Linked DNA regions of Mus musculus: regions 1 and 2 are each linked to region 3. Evidence: chromatin contacts called from public Hi-C and HiChIP or PLAC-seq data. All regions are on one chromosome and are shown on one strand. The core of a region is the stretch at or near the end of the contact, and the rest is flanking DNA. Distances in the headings are between cores, read along the strand shown. Region 1 has its middle 4.7 kb from the start of Gm36481. Region 2 has its middle 17 kb from the start of Gm36481. Region 3 has its middle 11 kb from the start of Gm36223.

Region 1 (4,035 bases), core at 1,469-3,968, 180 kb after region 3:
CCTCAGATATGGAATCCTTGAGCCCCCACATCCCGGTTGTCTGTGGGTGAATTCTAACAATTACCGTCTAGGTGTCTAAACAGAAATTAACACAAAGATCACAGTGTTACCACCTACGTTCCAGAAGAGTGGCAGAGTCTCTGTGCCCACCCAGGGCTGAGACCAGCATTTTGATGCAATCAGGGACTGTACCTGATCTCAGGACTCAAAGATCTGTACCTGATCTGCCAGTCTCCAAGTCCTGACTTGACAACTACTCTCTGTCCTACAGGTGAGTATTCAGGCCTCTGTGGAGAACATGAATGTCACTCAGCAAGGTCCTTGGGGATTGTGGGCATCACCAGGGACATCAGCCTGTTACCCTCTGAGGCCTGGTTTTACGGATGAAGCGCAGTCACAGAGGGTATAATCATTCAGACATCAGGCTGGCCATTCTCGGGTGACCTGTTCAAGGTCACACGACCAGGTGACTCCAGTGATACACCAGCAGCCGCGGATCTGTTTCTTTCATAAAGCAATCTTGCAGAACCAAGCCCTCTGACTCAGGAGAGGATGGTGGTAGCTCTGGGGCAGGCGAAGGTGTCTGCTGTCCTCTTAGTGCTCTGGAACCAGTGTCCCTGAGATCATTCGAGCAAGAGCTAAGGCCGGCATGGGAGATCCTCTGATGGGGAGGGGAAAGAAAGGATGGTCCTCAGTAGCATAGACACCATGGACAGCTAACACTGCAGAGTGGGCTGCCAGGCATGGCTCATCTGGTAAGGCGCCCGCGGCCCCGCCCCTGCGGCCCCGCCCCTGCGGCCCCGCCCCTGCGGCCCCGCCCCTGCGGCCCCTCCCCTGCGGCCCCGCCCCTGCGGCCCCGCCCCTGCAGCCCCTGAGGCACGGCCCCTGTGGGGAGCCCATCTTCCCCCCCACCCCCCATCGGATAATCTCATGATTTCATCAAGTTCCAAAGCAAAAGAAAGGAAAAATACCATCGCTTTTATCCCCGCGGCGAGCTACAGAAATTGCCTTTTATGAAAGTCCTGTGGTCCCCGAGTATTCCGTGGCTCTCCAAGCTGACGGACTCTGCATCTTCCTCTGTCTTAAGTGAGGAAAGGACTTAGTTTCGGCCTCAGCAGTGTGAGTGGATGAGCGAGCTCAGCCGAGAGGCTACTAGTTCTGTGGTCGGTGACAAAGGTCTAGAGGCCTGGCCCTGTTACCCAGAGAAAGAGGATAGGGTACCACAAATGCTGTTGAGGACATGGGTCAGGCCCCCTCCATGCCAGGGAGGGGCCTGAGTGAGGCAGAGCTTTTCAGAGTCCTGCTGGTCAGCAGCAATATGCTCCGGGGTTCCCACTGTGAATAAAAAGGACGCCGGCTCTCACTCCTGCAGATGTTCTGGGACCCAGCATCTGTGCACAGCAGGAATGGTCATCACTTGGCTCTGTGTGTCTCTTCCAAGTGAACCTATTTTGTGTGTGTGTGTGTCTGTCTGTCTGTCTGCCTGTCTCTGTGTGTAAGTGTGTATCTGTATCTCTGTGTGTGTGTATGTTTGTGTGTGTATCTGAGTATGTATTTCTGTGTGTATCTGTGTATGTGTGTGTATCTGTGTATGTGTGTGTCTGACTGTGTATGTATCTGTGTGTGTGTATCTGTGTATGTGTGTGTCGGAGTGTGTATGTATCTCTGTGTGTATCTGTGTATCTCTCTGTGTCTGTCTCTCTCTATGTGTATCTGTGTATGTGTGTGTGCATCTGTGTATGTGTCTGTATCTGTATATGTGTGTATATCTGAGTGTGTATGTTTCTCTGTGTGTATCTGTGTATGTGTCTGTGTATCTCGGTGTCTGTCTGTCTGTCTGACTGTCTGTCTGTCTGTGTGTATCTGTGTATTTCTGTGTGTAATTGCATCTGTATATCTTTGTGTGTATCTGTGTATATGTGTGTGTATCTCTCTGTGTCTGTGTATGTGTGTGTGTATCTGAGTGTGGGTATATCTCTGTGTGTATCTATGTATGTGTGTGTATCTGTGTATATGTGTGTATCTGTGTCTCTCTCTGTGTGTATCTCTGTGTGTATATATGTATGTATGCATGTATCTGTATATATGCATGTATCTGTGTATGAATGTGTATCTCTCTGTGTCTCTCTGTCTGTTTGTCTCTGTGTATCTGTGTGTATCTCTATGTCTATCTGTCTGTCTGTCTCTCTCTATGTATCTGTGTATGTGTGTGTATCTGTGTATGTGTGTGTGTCTGTGTGTGTGTGTTGGAGGAGGTACACCTATGTGCCCCTACATGTATAAGACTGAGGATACCTACCTCAGGTGACCTCTTTCTAGATGTTTCTTGCTCCCTTTAAGATGGGGTCTGTCATTTGCTTACCAGTCAGGCTAACCAGCGAACTCCAGGCATTTCCATCTCCCCATCGTCAGCACTGGGTTATAAATGTGTACCACCATACCTGGCTTTTTGGTAGGTTCTGGAAACCTGAACTCCATTTCTCATGCTTGCATGCCAAGTACATTCCTGATTAAATCGTGCCCCCACCCACCCCTCATCAAGCCATCTTAGGGTAAAAATAAGTCTCTAGTCTAAGATTAAAATTCCCTTGGATGCCCCTCCCCTCGCTCTGTAAGGCTGAAGGTAAACAGGGTTTGTTCAAAGCCTTGGAAACATTCCTGCATAATTGTGCCTAGTTATTAATGGTAAGACACCTGATCCTAGCTGGGCTGCACACCCGGATTCTGCTTTCTCTCCCTGCCGTTGCCAGGGCTCCCGTGTGCGACATCCGCGTGGCATGTCACACACATGGAAATGTGTGGTATGACAAGCACACTGTGTTACATTATACATTCTATACAATGTGTGTAATGGGATGTAGTGTATGACATATTCAGTCCCTTCTCAGCAACCACAGGGCTTGCCTCCAGACCTCCCTGGGCACCAGGATCTGGGATGCCCATCCCTTACATACAGTGGAGTGTTGCGGCATTTGCTGAGGAGGCTGCTGCACATGTCAATCACTCCCATGTGACCTTTGACCCCTGCTTCAACATGACAGCTGTGGAGACAGTTGCTGCACCTCATTGTCTGGAGAATGATGACAGGTTCTGCATTGAAAATGGTCTGAAGAGGGCCAGAGAGATGGCTCAGGGGGTAAAGGCAACTGCAGCCAATCCTGCTGACCTGAGTTCAATCCCCAGGACCCACATGGTGGGAAGAGATAATCAAATGTCAAAGTTGTCTTCTGACCCCCACATGTACAGTGTCATGTGTACCTCCTATAAATAAATAAATACAATAAAAATAGCTTCTGTAAAGTGCTGGATGAAGCCGACCGAGGGTGTGTTGCTGTGGGAACAGAGGCTGACTGCACACTAAGGGAGGCATGTAAAATAATCATGTGTGTAGGTAGAAGTCAGTGGCTTCCACACCGTCTCTCAACTGCTCAGCTTCGGGGCTCTGAAAATAGCTAACCTGGAGACTTCAGAGAAGACGCTAAAGAAGCGAATCACAAGAAGAAGCCAGCTAATGATGAATTATAAGACACGTGACACAGAGCCCAGAAGGCGAGCGTATGAAAAGCACAGTAGCTAGTGGCTGTCGCCATCGTCACTGTCCTGGGAAAGCTGCATGGCAATTTGCTCTTTGGGGAGCAGAAATTCACTCTTTGGGGTTAAAATGAAGTTTTCTTTGAAATGTCTTTGTGGTGTATGTGTGTGTGTGTGTGTGTGTGTGTGTGTGTGTGAGAGAGAGAGAGAGAGAGAGAGAGAGAGAGAGACAGAAAGACAGAGACAGAGAGAGACAGAGAGACAGACACAGAGAGACAGAGACAGACACAGAGAGACAGAGAGACAGAGAGACAGAGAGACAGAGAAAGAGAAACATACAGAGAGAAACAGAGTCACAGAGAGATAGAGAAACAGAGAGAGACAGAGAGATGGAAAAAGAAAAACAGAGACAGAGAGACAGAGAGATGGAGAAAGAGAAACAGAATCAGAGAGACAGAGAGAGAAACAGAGACAGAAAAGGGGGTGGGGAGCAGATGGCCAGCA
Region 2 (3,766 bases), core at 624-3,123, 210 kb after region 3:
ACCCTCACACACTACCTGCCCCTCTCCAGCTTGGAGCAAGAGCTTTCTTGAGCATGCTGTATTCCTTCCATGAACCCCTTGTGGGGAAGGGCTTCCAGGCATATCTGCAAAGGTTTCCTTCACGGTTAATCTTGGTGTGTTGTCACCTGTCCTGAACGAAGGGGCATATACAAGTGTTTAGAACCAGGGACCCAGATCAAATGACCTGCCTGCCTGTCAGTTTCTCTTAACAAATGTCTTTTTAAGAAGCAAAATGTTGAGCTGGGCGTGGTGGCACATGCCTTTAATCCCAGCCCTCGGGAGGCAGGTGGATTTCTGAGTTCGAGGCCAGCCTGGTCTACAAAGTGAGTTCCAGGACAGCCAGGGCTACACAGAGAAAACCTTGTCTCAAAAAACCAAAAAACAAAAAAAGAAGAAGCAAAATGTCTTTTCAGCAACCCAGCATGTTGTTGGGTTTCTTATTCATGTACTTCTTGCACTTTTGATTTTGTTTAAGAAGTCTGCCTCAATCTCGAGCTCTCTGAGAATCTTCTGTTTTCTTTAGGAGATTTGTATTCCTTGGGGTTGGGAGCGGCACCTCTTGTATTCAGCTCTGTCACCTGTGGTCATCGAGGAGCCAGACCACAGGTGGGTGTGTAGACACTGAGGGAGATGGGCAGCTCCCCTCACACAGGGCCATGGCAGTGAGTTCCAGTGAACCAAATATATCCCCTTTGCTCTCCTGCTCCTCCACAGAGATCATCAAGACCACCTTTGAGATGATCACCATTTTGAATTGCATAGAACAAGAAATAACCCATAGATTCTATCAAGATTTATAACCACCTCTTCCCTAACAGAGAAGGGAAAGGAAGGGGAGAGTGGTTAAGGTTGTGGGAGGGAGAACAGAACAGAGGACCCAATAGAAAACACGCAAACCATTAAACAAACAGACGCTTTAACAGGGAAGCCACACAAACAGGGAAAGCCATTAAATTAAAGTGAGGAATGTCCTAAGCTTTCAGGGAAGTGCTGATGGAGTACAGCAAGCTCCCACTGTGCGTTCTCTGGCATGGGTTCCCACTGTGTGTCCTCTGGCATAGGTTCCCACTGTGTGCCCCCTGGAGTGGCTAAAGCCAATAAACCTGACAGCACCAAATGTTGGCAAAGAAAACAGAGCAACCGGAACACAGCCGATAGATAGGAAAACTGGCAAAAGTAGTCATTTGTTAGAACCGAAGCAGAAATGTTTGGACCCTGAGTGATCCCCAGGGCTCATTCTTGGTATTCACCAAGAATGTGGGGAAGCCCCCACAGTCCCCAAATACATACAGCAGTACCCTGTGTCCAGTGTCCCCAGACTAAAGCAACCCTACTCACTGGAGAGTGGAGATGTCAAGAATGGCAGGTATTCCCGGTGAAATCAGTCATGTGGATGGATATACAAATGAGCATGTTTCTATAACAAGGGGGCCAACAATGGCACAGGAGTCTAAGGGAAAGAGTCAGAGCTTTGCCATCCAGTGGAAGACAAGCCCGTGGAAGTTTAGCCACAAGACATGGGATCCTTCCTAGGGTGCCGGTCATTTGTATTCATTTATGGGGGTGCTGGATGCACCGATGCTTCTACTATACAAAGAGGTGCCAGGCTGCTCACTCATAAAGGGCTCCTTTTCTCTCTGGCCAACAGAAGAAACACACAACAGAAAAAGAACCCCAACATTTAAATCCAAAAAAAAAAAAAAAAAAACTTGCTCGGCCTGGTTAAGGCTCAGAGTAATTGTCCCAGCTGCCACCCTGGGCCCTGTGCCCGCTGGGCCCTGCTGCCCCTTGCAGCTCCTCTGAGGAGCCTGCAGCCCTGAGAAGAAATCTCTTCCCCTTTCTCATTCTTCCCGTTCCCTTGGCCTGGGGCTATTGTACATATGCAAATGTGGAGATGCTAGCTGCCTAGGCAAACCCAGCTATTTATAGCCAGATAGCTGGCACACTCACAGCTCTACAGACTAGAAAGCCGAAGCACTCACACAGACACATGCACGCACGCACGCACATGCATGCATGCACGCACGCACGCACACTACACACAGTATATTTTTTCTTTCCCCAGGATATAAATTTCCCGTCCCATTGCAGTCTGGGCCGTCGCATGCAACATTGATTGTCTGTTATATTACATTTATTAAGAAGTGATAACTTGTAATAATTGGATGTTAAATTAAAGAACTCTCTCCTAGTTATTGCCGTCTCAATTATAACTGTCGCTGGCTGGCAGTTATAATGATATATGAGGGTTGTATTTTATGCAGCCGACCGTGACCTGGTGAGTAATATTCCCCCAGCTCTGAGGGCGTTCATGCACTCCTTCGCTCCTAATGCCTTGCTCGGGTGCTCATTGGAATATTAAGCGACTGCAAGGCTGAGGTGTCGAAATCCGTGCAGCCAGCCTGGCAACTAACAGCCCCTCCGGCACCCGGGTTCCTCCCGCCTTCCCTCCTGGGCCAGGGCCAGCTCATTTGGGCTTTGTTTTATGGTTATAGGAATCCAGTTTGTTTGGGAAGTTATAGTGGGTGAAGAGTGTGCTTTCTGTTTCCTTGAAGATGAAGAGTCTGCAGTGAGCTCCCGGGTGCAGCCCCGAGGAGGAGCAGGTTGGCCAGGCAGCACCTGGGCAGTGGGGTGAGGGGACTTGTGGAGGGTCTGGCTGTATCTATGCAGCCTTGGCAAGTCGGAGGCTCTGGGAGCTGAAGGCTATTTGAGGCTCTGAATGAGTCTGTTGCTCAGGGCTGCAGACCTCACATGATGAAAAGGACTGACTGCCAGGGGCCCGCGCGATTGTGTCCAGACCTCGAGGAGATGGCATTCGCTAAGGTTAGACAGGAGGTTGATCTGGGCACTCATATCCTCACTTCCTTGTCTCCTCTGCCCCGTTCATTTGAGCCAACAGAGGCCACTTTGTTGGAATTGGCCACACGACAACCAAGGGGGACTCTGGGAGGCTCCTAGGTCCCCCAGTCCTCAGGTCACATCCGTCAGCCGTCATTCTGCATTTGTGTCTTAAGGCTTTATAAGGAAATTCCTCAGCACAGGCAGGAATGTGTTTCCCGAATTTCTGGAACTCAAGGTTTAAAGGTGTGGATGGACCTTGCTCTCCTGAGACTTCTAAGGAGGGTGTCCTGGACTCTGTCATTTCTGGCAACACAAGTGTCTCTTGCCTGTTGGCCCAAGCTGCCTTTTCCTCTAATGACATCCACAAAGACCCTTTTTCTAAATAAAATCATATCCTCAGGTTCCCCAGCTGCTAGGTGTCTGGGGCTGGGGCTGGGGCTGGGGCTGGGACTGGGGCTGGGGCTGGGGCTGGGGCTGGGGCTGGGGCTGGGGCTGGGGCTGGGGCTGGGGCTGGGGCTGGGCTGGGGCTGGGGCTGGGGCTGGGGCTGGGGCTGGGGCTGGGCTGGGGCTGGGGCTGGGGCTGGGGCTGGGGCTGGGGCTGGGGCTGGGGCTGGGCCTGGGGCTGGGGTAGTCTTCATCCCACTAGAAGACCTTTGCTTCCCAAGGCCAAATGGGCAGGGAAGAGATCATTACTTGAGTCCCATTAGCTAGTCGTTTAGTAAGTGTCTATAAATATCCTCTGTCAGTGACAAACCAGACTCAGGCCCCACCATGTGTGCCCTGTGTCCCGAAAGACCTCATTCCATGGTAGAGAAACTGAAGCAGACAACAGGCACGTCTAGGAACCCCACCATTATTCTAAGCACACTCCCACTCCAGTCTACAAGATGCCAGCCCTGGTTTG
Region 3 (3,959 bases), core at 335-2,834:
TCTCCTCTCAGATCACTTTAGCTTTATGTCAAGTTGATACAAAACTGTTCAGCACATGGCTGGAGCAGCAGCTGTGTCCTGATGTTATATTCTATGTAGACACAGTGTGGATAATAACTTCATCTTGTGCCAGGGTTATACACCCACTGTGATGGCCAGTGCTAGTTGCCAGTTTAACAGAATCTAGAATCACCTGGGAGGTGGGCCTCTGGGTATGCCTATAGGGATTATCTCAATTACATTAACTGAGGTGGGAAGATCTACTCGCTGTGGGTGCCACCTTTGCCTGATTGGAGTCCTGGACTACAGGAATGGAGAGAGGGAGTTGAGCAGCAATATTCCTCTCTGTGTATTTGGACTGTGGATGTCATGTGACCAACCAGCCTCCTGTTCCAGCCACCAGGCCTTCCTTGCGACAATACACTGTATCCCTCTGGACCTGTGAGTTGAAATACATCCTTTCTCTTTTACGTTGCCTTTGTCAAGTATTTTATCTCACTAAGGAGAAAGTATCCATGCTTTCCTGTGAGCCTCCGGGCATCTCACTGATGATCTTGGCTCACTGACAGAAAAGGCCAGCTTACACACTTAGGCATTTATGCTCTTTGTGTAGGGTGCTGAGGAAGCCTGTGCTCCTCTTTGTCTCCGCTGAGCTACTAGCAGAGAGGTCCTTGGGATTGGGATTGCCAGACCCATTTTCAAGTCAAGAGCCTGGGACAAACCCTGGGAGTTCAGCCTTGTGGGCAGTATTGTCCTGGCCTGGCAGTCCTGGGTTCTATCAGAAAGTAGGATAAGCAAGCCATGAGGAGCAAGTCAGTAAGCAGCACCCTTCCATGGCCTCTGCATCAGCTCCTGCCTCCAGGTTCCTGCTGTTATTGCTTTTGGGGATGAACAGTGATGTGGAAGCCTAAGCCAAATAAACCTTGGCTCCCCATGTTGCTTTGGCCATGGTGTTTGATCATCCGAGCATCTCTGCACCCATGCATCCAGCCATCCTTCAAGCTCTTTTCCTTATTTATTTTTCTCTTTCATCCCCTTACCCATCCTCCACCCAGCCAGGCCCTGCTGAGAGGGCCCTTGGAGCCTGACTCCCCCCACCCCTGCCCCAGTACTCTGCACACACATCATCCAGAGCACATCAAAGCTGCCTTGGATTCTCAGCCTGGGCAGGAGGAGGCTCCTCTGTATATTTGCTGTCTATAGCACCTGCTCTGAGTGTCCCTCATGGTCCACCATTTCACTAAGCACCATCTCAGACTTCTCTCTGCATTTCATAAAACACCCAACCAGCAGCATGTTGGCACAACGAGGCAATAAACAGAAAATTCGATTTATTTACCCAGATAGGAAGGAGGAAGCCCTACAGCTGCCCAGATCCTTCGTACTGTAAAGGACCAGCATTCAGAGAGGCTGTCCCTAGGGAGGTTATCTGCAGAGGCCAAGTACCAAGAAGAGGCCCCACGGAGGGGCTGGCAGAACTTGACAGCCTCCCACCGCCTTCTTCCACTTTATTCTGCAGCCCCATGCAAATCACCAGGAGTCTCATTTGCATATGCACCAGCTCATTTCCATATCCCCAGCTCTGGGTGGCAGGGCCCTGGGACTAGCTGACAGCCGCCCCTTTTGTTTGCTCCTGCCATCCAGGGAATTGCTTCTCTGTCCTTCCAATTGCGGCTGGGGGAGAGAAAGAAAGAAAGAAAGCCAGAGAAAGCAGAGCAAAAGGAGGACACCCTCAGGACAAAGCGACAGTCACCATCTGGGCAGGAAGGGAGGAAACACCACTGTCTGGAGTTGGACACTAGGGAAGCTAGTGACAGAGGGCCGGGCCGGCTGCAGAGGGATCCCAGAAGTGTCAGCACTGGCTGCAGGCCCAGCCTTGTCACACACTTGGCTCTGGGATCTCTGCAGGTGACTGAGATGTGTGCCTCTGTTTCCCCCTCTGGGACATGGCTATTTCTCAGTAGCATCCTGAGCTTGTGGGGAGCTTAAGGGTGTGGATGCTGCAGGCCCATTGGTGGCCCTCACCTCTTGCTCCCTTCTTGTGTCTGTTGGGGCCCCTGGTGGGGGTGACACAGCTGTCAAATATAAGCAGAAGGCTTGCCTGCCATTCCCTCCTTTGTGAGATCAGCTTGTATCCATCTAACCTCTGTCTCTGGGCCTCAGTTTTCCCAGGGTGGTAGACTCTACCACCAGAAGCTGGTTCCATTTGCTCTGGTCTGATTTCACTGTATGGAATGAGTCTAGCACCTGGCCCAGCCCTGATGTCCTTTGTGCCTTGCATCTATGCCCATTTTACAGATGAGGACATGGAGGCCCAAGGACAGTCTTCGGCCCATGCTTTGTTGTCCTCTCCTTCCACACTACTGCTCACTGAGGAGCCCCTGGCACCATTCCTGTTCCAGCAGACCTTCTGTAAGCAAGATTGTTGAGGTCACTTGGGGTGGTCACATTAAAACCTGCACCCTGTTTCTGACTACATGACTCTCTTTGGTCTCTGTTCTGATCCACTCAGAATTCTATCTTGGCTCTTCAGTACACACCAAAACTCTTTCCTCTTCTAGGTTCTAGATGACAGCATGGTACAAGAAGTATGTGTGTGTGTGTTCATATGCATGTATGTGTATATGTGTTTCTGTATGTATATATGTGTATGCATGAGTGCATGTGTATGTGTGTGCATGAGTGTATGTTTGAGTATATATGTGTATATGTGTGTATGTATATATGTGTATGTGTGTGCATGAGTGCATGTGTATGTATGTGTAACTATGTATGTGTGAGTGTATGTGCATGTATGTCTGTGTATATGTGTGTGTATGTATATATGTATATGTGTGTGCATGAGTGTATGTGCATGTATGTTTAAGTATATATTTGTGTGAGTATATACATATATGTATGCATATGTGTGTGCATGAGTGTGTACTATAAGTGTGAGTGTGTGTTTGTATATATATATGTGTGTAAGTATATGTGTGTGAATGTATATATGTATATATTTGTGTGTATATATGTTGGTATGTATAAATGTTTGTATGTATATATGTATATGTATGTACATAAGTGTATGTGTATACATGGGTTAGTATGTGTCTATGTAAGTATATGTGTATATGTATATGTGTGTATGTGTGTACATGAGTGTATGTATGTATATGTTTGTGTAGGCATATATATGTGTGTAAGTGTATGTGCGTATTTGTATGTGTGTGAGCATATATATGCATATGTGTATACATGAGTGTGTATGTATTTATGTGTAAGTGAGTGTGTGAGTGTAGTGTATGTGACTATATGTATGTATATGTGTGTGAATGTATATATGTATGCAAGTGCATGTCTATATATGTGGAAGTATGTGTGAGTGTATGTGTGTCTGCATGTGTGTATCTGTTTATATTTGTGCATACATGTGTGAATGTATGTGGTATATGTGTGTGTTGCAAGTGAGGTCTCTTGTCCTATGTGAGCAGCCATGTGCTGTTCTCTTCCACACATGCATGTACACATATGTAGCTGGGATGGACTGGCTTGCTTTTTCTGTACCATGTGTGCTGCATGTGAAAGATTCCTGTGCAATAACTCAGAAGACCAGAGACACCTACGAGGTGCATGTGTATGCCTGCTCTGGACATTTCCTGTCTGTGTTCATGGGATTGAGTCCTACCTTAATCTGTGAGTGAGTGCTTTACAGCAGCATGCTTTGTTCCTCTGCAGGAACATTAGTCCTGGCCCTCTGGAGGTCTCTTTCCTCCTCAACAATGACTCCAGGCAGGGACCAGAGAGCTCCAGGTGACAGCCAGGTGGTCTGGCCAAGACTTGTGGTTGTTACAGAAACACTCCCTGGGCACATTAGAACCGTGTCCCTTGGGTGACTCTGAGGGCCTGGGCAGATGCCTGAAGCTCTGGCCTCACCCATGGTCCCCCTCCTCCAAGTGTTTTTCCCCTGTCCTGAGGTC

What was found. Hi-C and Micro-C count contacts between places; a contact is called where the count stands out from the background. HiChIP or PLAC-seq counts read pairs in DNA pulled down with a chosen protein or histone mark.
Region 1: a contact with region 3 is called in a Hi-C map of cortical neurons, with 2.4 times the contacts expected there. The contact joins two enhancer-like sites. A contact is called at or near these places in 2 of 484 Hi-C or Micro-C datasets (cortical neurons and nephron progenitors) and 1 of 115 datasets of contacts at active chromatin or transcription factors (embryonic basal ganglia).
Region 2: a contact with region 3 is called in an H3K27ac HiChIP or PLAC-seq map of stem cell-derived neural progenitor cells, with 3 times the contacts expected there. The contact joins two enhancer-like sites. A contact is called at or near these places in 2 of 484 Hi-C or Micro-C datasets (muscle stem cells and nephron progenitors) and 2 of 115 datasets of contacts at active chromatin or transcription factors (embryonic basal ganglia and stem cell-derived neural progenitor cells).

What each region holds. Positions count from the first base shown.
Region 1 is chr5:111,701,068-111,705,102 of GRCm38.p6, forward strand. No RefSeq gene overlaps it. Among named protein-coding and RNA genes, the nearest start is that of Gm36481, 4.7 kb to the right of the region's middle. Within about 2 kb of position 2,719, at least 19 of the 459 cell types and tissues checked have an H3K27ac peak or open chromatin away from gene starts, as enhancers often do. A contact at or near this core is called in cortical neurons, where this site is marked.
Region 2 is chr5:111,723,013-111,726,778 of GRCm38.p6, forward strand. No RefSeq gene overlaps it. Among named protein-coding and RNA genes, the nearest start is that of Gm36481, 17 kb to the left of the region's middle. Within about 2 kb of position 1,874, at least 65 of the 459 cell types and tissues checked have an H3K27ac peak or open chromatin away from gene starts, as enhancers often do. A contact at or near this core is called in embryonic basal ganglia and stem cell-derived neural progenitor cells, where this site is marked.
Region 3 is chr5:111,518,112-111,522,070 of GRCm38.p6, forward strand. No RefSeq gene overlaps it. Among named protein-coding and RNA genes, the nearest start is that of Gm36223, 11 kb to the left of the region's middle. Within about 2 kb of position 1,585, at least 50 of the 459 cell types and tissues checked have an H3K27ac peak or open chromatin away from gene starts, as enhancers often do. A contact at or near this core is called in cortical neurons, embryonic basal ganglia and stem cell-derived neural progenitor cells, where this site is marked.